Linked DNA regions of Xenopus laevis: region 1 is linked to region 2. Evidence: chromatin contacts called from public Hi-C data. All regions are on one chromosome and are shown on one strand. The core of a region is the stretch at or near the end of the contact, and the rest is flanking DNA. Distances in the headings are between cores, read along the strand shown. Region 1 holds the start of neurog2.L (neurogenin 2 L homeolog). Region 2 overlaps alpk1.L (alpha-protein kinase 1).

Evidence for each region. A called contact is a pair of places that touch in the nucleus more often than the background predicts.
Region 1: a Hi-C map of the XL177 cell line shows a contact between it and region 2, with 3 times the contacts expected there. A contact is called at or near these places in 2 of 4 Hi-C or Micro-C datasets (the XL177 cell line and animal cap).

What each region holds. Positions count from the first base shown.
Region 1 is chr1L:72,776,439-72,779,138 of Xenopus_laevis_v10.1, reverse strand. neurog2.L (neurogenin 2 L homeolog) reads left to right here and starts at 1,353. Exons shown (of 1, transcript NM_001088333.1): 1 at 1,353-2,664. The coding sequence starts at 1,709. The coding sequence ends at 2,353.
Region 2 is chr1L:72,670,069-72,672,768 of Xenopus_laevis_v10.1, reverse strand. The region is part of intron 2 of alpk1.L (alpha-protein kinase 1); the gene reads right to left. Among protein-coding and RNA genes, the nearest start is that of alpk1.L, 14 kb to the right of the region's middle.

The DNA.
Region 1 (2,700 bases), core at 104-2,603, 110 kb before region 2:
CGACAAATTACATTTTCGCAAATATTTTTGCTATAAAATAGTCTTGTATTATGGTGGTTATTATGGCAGTTTTTACTGTGACATTTATGGCCACAAATGCACCTTCAAAACTCATAAACTTTATTGACTGATGATTATACCATCCAACAACATTACCAGAGTAACACCAATCAAACATTTATGCATCATATAAACCCTTCTGCCAATAAAATCATATGAACAAGAAATCATACCAGTCAATCTCTTTGCTTCATAGAAATGCACAGTTTAATGTAGCCAATCACAATGAAACCAAAAAAGCGTAGAGGCTGACGAATCCTTGGACTGTGATGCCCGCTGCCAATAATACGCCTCTGAGCTGAAACTGCTGCTGTTGCATTACATCCTGTCAGCAATAGCTACAGATCTCTCTCCTATCAGCAAAGAATGATGGGTAAAAAAAAAGTATTATGGGATATTTCCTGCCCCTTGAGATTTTTCTGGCGAAAAAATACTTTTACGCCACTACATAGGTGGCTGTAAAATGTTGCGAATATTCTTGCGTAAATTTTGTCTTTTGCACATTTCGCTGTTTAGTAAACCAGCCGTTAATGTGTGCGTAGCGGTTTTTTCAGCGAATGCAATAACTTATTTTTGCGCAAGAAAATTCGCAAATTTATATTTACCGCAGGTTAGTAAACTGGCAAAAGCATATTCGGCGATAAATATGTCTATATTTTGTGAGCATATTTTTACGGAGCCCTCTCTATAATTAAATTCCCAGGGTTCCTCTGCATCAATACAGATACTTGTGGGCACCTCCATGTTGCTATGGCTGCACTGCAGTTTGTAGTTTGCTCGGTGCTGTACATGACAGCGTTGCAGCCCCTATGATAGGTGAGTGCTGCTGGGGTTTAGGGTGACGAATAAAGAGTGTATAGTGCAAGTGTTAGTAGGCGCATGTTTGCACTCAGCAGTAGCCCCAATCCTCCCCCTCCGCAGACTTCATGAGTTACTGAAAGGGAGCGCGTGTCTGGCCGGACCCCCTGTCCTGCATCCAAGCTCCTCCATTGGCTGAGACACACCCCCGTTACATTAATAACATTAGCGGCACGCTTCAGCCGAGCGGGGCAGCCAATCAGCTTGCAAGAAGCCCAGGAGCTGTAGTCCGAGCGCAAGACAGTAGGTAAAGGGGGGGAGAAAAGGAATAATATGAATGATGATAATGAAAAGAATAAGCCGGGGAGGGGTGCTGTGCCCTGGGGTAGCTTTGATTGTTTTGCCGGGACTATATAAGGGGTTTTAGGAGAGTCGTGTGCCAGACACACAGCCGCTGAATCGCAAGGCGCATCACTTGAGCTGGAGAGCGGGGCGCGTGTCACACGGCAGTTGCACTCATAATACACTGTGAGCTGACAGTCGCAACCACGCCCGACAGGGAACACGCAGCAAGTCTACTGCACGACTATAACCCGACGACTCGACCCAACTCACCTGCTGCTTCAGGGGCCAAACACCAAGTTATAAAGTAAGTAACTTCCATTGCAACTGCAGCATTGTCACTTGCGACAGCGCATGAAGTAGTGAGAGGCACAGACCATGTACATATATGGGGTTTGTGGTTATTATAGTAAGTGGGATGATGTTTGGGTTATTATAGTAAGTGGATGTGAAGTTGTCAGTGCAACATTGGGGCTAACCATTGGCTGTGTGTTTGCGCTTGTCTAGGATGGTGCTGCTCAAGTGCGAGTACCGCGATGAAGAGGAGGACCTGACCTCTGCCTCCCCCTGCTCCGTGACCTCCTCTTTCCGTTCCCCGGCGACGCAGACGTGCAGCTCGGACGATGAGCAGCTCCTGAGTCCCACCAGCCCGGGACAGCACCAGGGGGAAGAGAACAGCCCGCGATGCAGGAGGAGCCGAGGCCGCGCTCAGGGCAAGAGCGGAGAAACTGTGTTAAAGATCAAGAAGACCCGGCGCGTTAAAGCTAACAACCGGGAAAGGAATCGCATGCACAACCTGAACTCTGCGCTTGATTCCCTCAGGGAAGTGTTGCCCTCTTTACCTGAAGATGCCAAACTCACCAAGATAGAGACCTTGCGCTTTGCCTACAACTACATCTGGGCTCTTAGCGAAACTTTGCGCCTTGGCGACCCAGTGCACCGATCTGCTTCCACCCCAGCAGCAGCCATATTGGTGCAGGACTCCTCTTCATCCCAGAGCCCCTCCTGGAGCTGCAGCTCGTCCCCTTCTTCCTCTTGTTGCTCCTTCTCCCCGGCCAGCCCTGCCAGCTCCACCTCGGACAGTATTGAGTCCTGGCAGCCCTCTGAGCTCCACCTGAACCCCTTCATGTCTGCCAGCAGCGCTTTCATTTGAACTCCTGTTGGACTATGATGGATTCTCACACTTCCAATTGCTACATATGAAGAATACCTCAGTGGGGCCCCAGTGCAAATGATTTTCCTGGGAACCCAGTTTATTGAGCATGAGCCCATATAGTGTAATAATATCATCCTGCAGTGACCAAATTGCACTCTGTGGGTTCTGCTGATGGGGAGAAGTGGGGGGCTTGATCCCCCTGAGTTTGTGCTTACCTGTATAGCATTTACTCCCCCTGCTGTCATGCCCCTGGCATATGATGGAGTACATTGCTGGGTCTATTTTATTATCAGCAATGTGAACTGAAACCTTGTATTAAGAAACTGTGTAAGTTTAGAATTCCT
Region 2 (2,700 bases), core at 164-2,663:
GGTAAAATACCGGCCGGGTGGCAACCTTACTAAAAGGTGAACCACCCCTTTAAAATTGATTGAATATGCTTTCCTAAACAGGAATGTCTTTAAAGAGCTGTATATTCAAAATGGTTCAAAATGTTCTTAAAGGTTTATTTTGCTTTCGTTATAAGCATATACACAATGACACAATTATGAGTTTCATAAATGTTCAGTTTTTCACAGAGTTGTGTATATATGAAACCCTTTCACTCTGTTTGACCCAGCGGATGCTTCCGCTTCTTAGTAGCAAACAAAATTTCATAAAAATAACTAGTCAATACAATGGGCCAAGTTCACTTATATTTGTTGCAGCATCGGTCAATACAAGTAAGGTTACACTTGATAAATAAAACCTTTTTAATTCCATTTATGCTGATGTAAGTAAAAGACACAGGCAATACTGAACAGCTTTCTGGGTAGAATTCTGGCCTCTCATGTCACTGGAAATCCACAATCAAAATGCTTAAATGGATACTGTCACTGGAAAAAAAAATGTTCAAAATGCATCAGTTAATAGTGCCGCTCCAGCAGTATTCTGCACTGAAATCCATTTCTCAAAAGAGGAAACAGATTTTATTTTATATTTAATTTTGAAATCTGACATGGGGCTAGACATATTGCCAGTTTCCCAGCTGCCCCAAGTCATGTGACTTGTACTCTGATAAACTTCAGTCACTCTTTACTGCTGCACTGCAAGTTGGAGTGATATAACCCCCTCACTCTCCCCCAGTAACCAAATAGCAGCTCCCTAACACAAGATAACAGCTGCCTGGTAGATATAAGAACAGCACTCCATAGAAAGAGCCAGGCCAGTTACATTTAGTAGGAGAAACAACAGTCTGCCAGAAAGCAGTTCCATCCTAAAGTGCTGGTTCTTTCTGAAAGCACATGACCAGGTAAAATGACCTGAGATGGCTGCCTACACACCAATATTACACTTGCTGGTTCAGGAATTAAATTTCATATTGTAGAGTGAATTATTTGCAGTGTAAACAGTGTAATTTAGAAAAAAAGACATTACAAAAATCATGACAGAATCCCTTTAAGTGCCAGCTAACTTGCAGATGTAAATAAGCAGTCACACTGAGGTCTTTAGATCCTTGCATGATGTTTGTTTACATTTGCACTTAATTTACAAAACAAAAAACATAAAAAAAACAACACACATCCCATGTATTCATGGGCTTGGGAGTAATTACGAACCTACATCCCACCCACCCATGTATAGGTGGGAAGGTTGAATGAATATGTAAAGCTGGCAATAGACATAAAGATACCGTTGCATGAAACTAATTAAAGTGAGTAGCCTTTCCTTATTGGGTTCCACTACACCTTTCCTGCCTGCTCAGGTAATTGTGCTCAGCTTATACTGACATATACTTTGACATGCTGCTGCCTAGTGGCCAAATTATAGAATTCTAGGGGTAATGCTTCAACCCAGGAAGAGGAACCTAGATCCTGTATTGCTAAGGTGACCTTCCGTGGCCAAACTTTTAATCCCCTAACTAAAAAAATCTTCTATAGCTTTTGCCCATTAAACTAGCCAGCTCAGCTCTATAAGTCTTGAGGCCTAGCAACCCCATGATTCATTTGTAGATCTCTGCGTATGTTCCCTTCCTCTCTCCATACACACTTTCAATACATGTGTATATATATATATAAAATATATGGTTCACTTTGTACCTGTGTTTTTACACTTGAGAAAGGGCACCACTTGCCCGAAACATGTGGTGTAAAGCAGCATGAATAATAAATAATCACAAGCAGTTAATCTGCGTTTGAGTGCTCTCCTCTCTTTCAGTGGAAAAAGTGACTTTCAATACAGCATTTATGTGAGCTCAGATTAGGAGACAATGGTATGTGGTGACCATTGTCAGCCATTAAAGTTATTAGTTAGTAGTGATTTTGCAATAAGATGTGTGGTATAAAATTAATCAGGAATTATTTACCAAATATTTCCAGAGAACCGATATACTGTATTATGTACAGAACTTTTTCACGTGCAACCAGATTAATGCAGGGAATGCCGGAAACACACTATGAACAAAATCCCCAAAGGCCAGTGATTTTATTTTTCCTTTCAGATTATATTAAATCATTACTCAGTTTATTCCCCAGGGTTCCCCATCCTTTTTTGCTCCTGAGCAACATTCAAATGTAAAAAGAGTTGGAGAATAAAACAAGCATGAAAAATGTTCCTGGGGATGGCAAATAAGCGCTCTGATTGGCTAATTGATAGGCCCTCTGTGTACTGGTAGGTGGTAGCAAACAGGATGCACTGTACAGTACAGTACATCTGATTTTTATGCAACTAAAACTTGCCTGGACCTGGAATTCAAAAATACGCACATGCTTTGAGGCCACTGGAGCAACATCCATGGGGTTGGTGAGCAGCTTGTTGCACATGAGCCACTGGTTGAGGATCGCTGCCTTTGAGCAATTACTAATGATGCATTTTGCTACAAGTTAAATCTCAGATGAAAACAATCTAAAATACCCGCAATATAAATCATTGAGGGTAAATTACTCAAATTTTGTAATCCTACAAAATTACCTTGCAAGGTATTTTTGTTCAGTTATGACAGCTGAGTAATTTACTCATAGCAATTTACTTTGTAGGCAATCACAAGGAATTGTAGATGTTTTGTTGTCTATAGCTTGGTGTCGTTGCCCTGA